Linked DNA regions of Bos taurus: region 1 is linked to region 2. A link is a contact called in public Hi-C data. All regions are on one chromosome and are shown on one strand. Each heading gives the region's core, a stretch centred on a gene start, on an enhancer-like site or on the middle of the called end of the contact. The rest is flanking DNA. Distances are from core to core; before and after follow the strand shown.

Region 1 (2,813 bases), core at 96-2,595, 110 kb after region 2:
CCAAGCTCCTCCATCAGTATTCTGGCCTGCAGAATTCCATGGACTGTATAGTCCATGGGGTCGCAGAGTCGGACACGACTGAGCAACTTCCACTTCACTTCACTTCTAAGCCACCTCGAAGTCACTCAAGTTGCGGGTGGGGATAGAAAGAAGCAACCATGCAAGGGGAGGGACTCATTTACCCATGATGTTTTGGGGAAGGGACCACAGGCCTTCCATCGTGGGGCCACCTGGGTGAGGGGCTGAATGGAAGGAGAGCCTGTCTTCCAGCCCCAGGAATTCTTCTCCCCTGCCAGGCTCCATGCATAGAATTAAAGTGCATTCACACACTCAAGGAATCCTTGCTAGATGGGCGCTATTACAGCCCAATTCTACGCAGGAGGCCCTGAGGCTCAGGAGAAAAGTGACCTACCTGCCTGAGGTCGGTGGCAAAGGAGCTAGACCCCACCACTGGTGCCTCCAGGGCCCTCCTTTTCCCTAAGAGAGGCTGGAGACTCAGCAGAGGCCTCAGGACCCCGACTCTGACCAGACACCGGAGTCACCCTGCTTTGGAGGGGGGGTCTGGGACACCATGAGGGGGCCGTGTGGTGCCCCTTGTTCTACACTCAGTCTAAGAGCAGGCTTTGCTCTCCTAAAGGCCCGGAGCGGTGCTGGTGCTGGCGACGGAGGCGAGGACGATGACGAGCGGGAGACGCCAGGCTCGGACCGCGGCAGGATGGCACGCCCAGGTCAGGGGGACCACCCCACCTCCCCTCACCCCTTCGCGGGTCTGGCTCTGCGAAGTTCTGTCTGGACCCGCTAGAGGGCGCCCGGGGGCGGGGCGGCCGAGGGGCCGGGAGCCCGGGAACCCGGGAAAGGGCCGTGGCGGTGTCGCCGGGTCCGCACGCAGCTCAGGTCCGAGGGTCGGACGGATGGCCAGGCAGTACGGATTCAGGGGCGTTGAAGGAATCTGTGAAGCCGGATTCCGGGGATTGCACGCCTCAGAGGGGAGTCGTAGTCGAGTATTCTGAGACGCCACGGAGGGCTCGGAAGCCGTCGCCCCACGACTCTCCAGCTGGGAAGAGGCTGCTCCCGGATCGCGTCTGGGGCGGGTGTCCGGGCCCTGGTCCTGCGATGCCCCGGGCCGAGAAGAGGACATCTGAGAATCTATGGATAGGGATGGGGAGGGGAGTGGGAGCCCATTCTTGGGAGGGGGTAGTACATCCCCCCACCCCACTCCTAGCCCGCCTCGGCCCCGCCCTGGGCCCAGGCCCCGCCCCGGGCCCCGCCCCGGGCCCAGCGGCACCGCCCACTCCCCTCGGCGCGGCCGGGAGCCCCGGGGGCCGCCGCCGCCGCCGCCGCCGCCCGAGCGCCCGCCATGCGCGCTGCCCCCGCCGCCCCGCTGCTCCAGCTGCTGCTCCTGCTGGGGCCGCGGCCCGAGGCTGCGGGAGTCGCGGAGCCGCCGCTGCCCACTGTGGTCCTTGCCATCTTGGCCCGCAATGCCGAGCACTCACTGCCTCACTACCTGGGTGCGCTGGAGCGGCTGGACTACCCCAGGGCCAGGCTGGCCCTCTGGTGAGATAGACCCTGGCGTTGGCACCCACTGGGCATCTACCCCCCCAACCCCACCACCGACAGCCTGGGCTCCAGCTGGCCCCATCTGCTCCCTGCCCAGACACCACCCAGACAGGCCCCTCCCCTCGCAGACAGGCCCTCCAGCAACCCGAGCCCCCTGGCGGGTCCCCTTGTCCCCTTGGCCCTGCAGACTGACCTTGGAGGCCTTGGGTTGGCACAGGGACCCCCATCCCTCATTCTGGCCTCTGCTCCTCCTTCAGGACCTCCTCTAGGTGTAAGTTGGGCCCAGCCCCTCTTGCTCCAGCCCACCAGAGCTGAAACTTAAGCCTTGGGACCTGGGGTTGGCCTGACAGAGTGGAGCCAACAGGAGCAGCTGGCGTCCCCTGGGGCCCTATGTAGCAGAGTTCAGCAGGCCTGGGAGTTCCTGGGGAGCCCGTAGGGGTGCTCTCAGCCCTGGGCTCCATGCTGCTCTTTGGGGGGATAGTGTCACACCCGCTTCCCCTTCCCCAGGCTGGTTCCAGCCTCTCTCAGAAGAGGGGCTGAGTCCTGCTGGCCAAGGGCAAAGCCCCTTCCTGCCATCTCTCCCCCTAGGTGTCCCCACAGGGCCCTGGAATTAGAGGCCACAGTCTGTGGAAGCCAGAACAGGGAGGAGTCCCAAGCTGAGGCTGGGGATAAACTGAGAGAAGTGACCAAACTACCCTCCTCAACTCACCAGAATTGGGCTGGGGGTGGAGTTGTGGCCTGGGGAGGCCGCCCACAATTGCCAGTCCAGGAGTTTAGTCAGTTCCCACCCCCAAAAGACTTGACACGTAGTTAGTCTTCAGTTCTGGAGACTTGGCTTAAAGGGGCAGCATCACCGAAAACCTGGGCTCTTGGCTAAGGCCCCCTCGCCCAGCTCTGTCATGAGAGCTCCTTCGGAGAGGCTGTGCTAGGTGACCTTGGAGCTCAGGCCCATCAGATCTTCTCAGGGATGCTCAGAGTGTGGTTTGGTCCTTATTACAACTTCCTGGTGGAGGGAAGCAGCAGCTCCTCTGTCCAGTCCTGACTCAGAGAGGGGAGAGGACTAACCTGAGGTCACACAGCAGGGAAGGAAGAAAACCAGGGAATATGGCAGGTGTGTTCCTCAAAGTTGAGGTTCTTCTCATCTTTCAAAATGTATTTGAGTGGCTGCAGACAGCCTCCTGGGGAGCATGTGCAGCCTGTTGCCTATCCAGGTTGCCTTAAGGAACCCTGGAGACAGCCCTTTCCAGTGGACATTC
Region 2 (2,924 bases), core at 229-2,728:
CTTAAAGCTCAACATTCAGAAAACAAAGATCATGGCATCTGGTCCCATCACTTCATGGCAAATAGATGGGGAAACAGTGGAAACAGTGTCAGACTTTATTTTTTGGGGCTCCAAAATCACTGCAGATGGTGGCTGCAGCCATGAAATTAAAAGATGCTTACTCCTTGGAAGAAAAGTTATGACCAACCTACACAGCATATTCAAAAGCAGAGACATTACTTTGCCAACAAAGGTCCGTCTAGTCACTGCTATGGTTTTTCCTGTGGTCATGTATGGATGTGAGAGTTGGACTGTGAAGAAAGCTGAGCGCCGAAGGATTGATGCTTTTGAACTGTGGTGTTGGAGAAGACTCTTGAGAGTCCCTTGGACTGCAAGGAGATCCAACCAGTCCATTCTGAAGGAGATCAGCCCTGGGATTTCTTTGGAAGGAATGATGCTAAAGCTGAAACTCCAGTACATTGGCCACCTCATGCGAAGAGTTGACTCATTGGAAGAAAGACTCTGATGCTGGGAGGGATTGGGGTCAGGAGGAGAAGGGGACGACAGAGGATGAGATGGCTGGATGGCATCACTGACTCGATGGACGTGAGTCTGGGTGAACTCCGGGAGTTGGTGATGGACAGGGAGGCCTGGCATGCTGCAATTCATGGGGTTGCAAAGAGTCGGACACGATTGAGTGACTGAACTGAACTGAACTGAACCTTATCTTCAATTTCAAAACTTACTAGAAAGTAAGGACACTTCTCCCTAGTCTACTAAAACGCCTGCCTTTTCACATTTTGTCGTATTTTCTTTTGTTTATGTCTTCGTCAACTAGCTTGTGGGATCCTAATTTCCCAGCCAGGGATGAACCCTGGGCCCCTGGGCAGTGAGCACGCAAAGCCCTAACCACTGGACAACCAGGGAATTCCCCCTGTCTCTTTGCAAATTATAGATCTCTAACAATTATGTGTTTGTTTTCTTTTTTTTTTTTTAAGACTGTATTTTGTTCGTTTGTCTTTGGCTGCACTGGGTCTTCGTTGCTGCCCATGGGCTTTCTCCAGTTGCAGTGGCTGGGCTTCGTGTCGCGGTGGCTTCTCTTGTTGCAGAGCACGGGCTCTAGGCACATGGGCTCAGTAGTTGCAGTACACGGGCTGTTTCCCCAGGGCTTGTGGGATCTTCCTGGGTGAAGGATCGAACCCGTGTCCCCTGAGTTAGCAGGAGGATTCTCAACCACCGGATCACCAGGGAAGTCCTGTGTGCCTGTTTTCTGATGATTGCCCTGAGTTGTATTTCTTCCAGAAGGCAATATAAGGCACTAAGGTAGGTTCCAAGTTCTCCAGTTGAGAAGGACTACACCGCCAGTCCTCCAGAGACTTCTGCATTTGGGGCCAATTTTAAAGGCACCCTTGGCTTGGAAAGTATAACCCAGGTCCCTTTGTGTGAGGTCAGCACTCCCAGGTGTCATGGTGGGAAGAGGCCTCAAGGGGGCAGTGTCTACTCAGAGATATGCCCAACTGCCAGGGATGCTGCCTCTAGAAGGGCCCTGGCTGGGAAGGTCCTACCAAGCCACTGGCCGCAGATCCTCAGAGTGCCCCACAGAGAAGAGGGGGTTCTCTGTGGCAGCACTCCCCCGCCCCGAGTCTGAAGTGATCCCAACTGTCATCCCAGGCAGTAGGGAGCCAACTGGTGGTGGAATGCAGACAGTGACGGGTGCCATTGTTCAGAATGTGCCCAGATGGTGCTAGGGAATAGGCTGCAAAGGACAATTGACGCTGTGAGTGTGGAAATGTTGTTTGATCATCTCCAGTGTAAACCTTACCCCAAAACATTTGTCATTTGACATGTCCACTGGAATTCAAAACACTAACAAAGGGCAATCTGTATTTTCATCCCTGAGGGCTGAAAGGGGTCATTTCCAGGCAGCCTGACCTCACCAATGCAGTGTCACCAAACAGTAGGACACTTTGGGGAGGGGAGGAAGGCCAGATTGGGGCCCTCCTCTATGGGAGAATGGAGCCTGTGGGGCCCCAGGCTTGATGCTTGGACCCAGTGTGATGAAAGCGCTGGTTACCGTCAGGCATGTGGGTAGCCAATCAGGGGAAAGGTGACAACCACCACCCAAACCAGTCAGAAGCTGAAGGTTTCCCCAGAGCAGGGTTGATAGCAGTAACAACCTAACACTTCTGAAACCCTTTGGATCAGCTGGGAGATAAGAACTTGTCTCCAGCACCTCCCCACCAGACTGCCAGGAGGCAAGTGTCCCCATTTCCAAACTGAGGCTCCAAGGGGTGGAGCAACTTGCTCAAGGTCACAGACCCAAGAAGCAACCAAACTGTCTGGCTCCAAAGCCTAGCCGATGGTGGGCTGTCCTGCCTCCCAGCTGAGTCTCACCAAAGGTCACGCATTAACAGAAGGAGTCAGAACTTGAATCCAGAACTCTGAGCCTTTAAGCCCAAGGTCTTAGCCACAGATCTCTGCTGCGCTTCTTAAAAGTTGTACCTGGGACTTCCCTGCTGGCGCAGTGAATAAGAATCCACCTGCCAAAGGAGGACACACGGGTTTGATCCCTGAGCCACAACTACTAAGCCTGAGCTCTAGGGCCTGCGAGTCACACACTGAAACCTGTGTGCCTAGAGCCTGTGCTCTGCAGCAAAAGAAGCCACCGCAATGAGAAGCCCTCGTGCCAAAACTAAAGACTGTGCAAAGCGACATAGACCCAGCATGGCCATAAATAAATAAATATTAAAAAAAAGAAAAAGAAAAGGTTATACCTGCCCAAGTGCTTCCCAGGTCGCGCTTGTGGAAAAGAACCTCCCTGCCAATGCAGGAGACTTAAGAGACATGAGTTCAATCCCTGGGTCAGGAAGATCCCCTGGAGGAGGGCATGGCAACCCACTCCATTCTTCTTGCCTAGAGAATCCCATGGACAGAGGAGCCTAGTG

What was found. A called contact is a pair of places that touch in the nucleus more often than the background predicts.
Region 1: a Hi-C map of an unstated tissue shows a contact between it and region 2, with 2.7 times the contacts expected there. The contact joins the promoter of CERCAM here to the enhancer-like site in region 2. A contact is called at or near these places in 2 of 11 Hi-C or Micro-C datasets (blastocyst and an unstated tissue).

What each region holds. Positions count from the first base shown.
Region 1 is chr11:99,004,212-99,007,024 of ARS-UCD2.0, forward strand. It overlaps CERCAM (cerebral endothelial cell adhesion molecule), which reads left to right and starts at 1,346. Exons shown (of 13, transcript NM_001102035.1): 1 at 1,346-1,554. The coding sequence starts at 1,358. It also overlaps the pseudogene LOC112448915.
Region 2 is chr11:98,892,068-98,894,991 of ARS-UCD2.0, forward strand. No RefSeq gene overlaps it. Among named protein-coding and RNA genes, the nearest start is that of SWI5, 10 kb to the left of the region's middle. Within about 2 kb of position 1,479, at least 17 of the 102 cell types and tissues checked have an H3K27ac peak or open chromatin away from gene starts, as enhancers often do.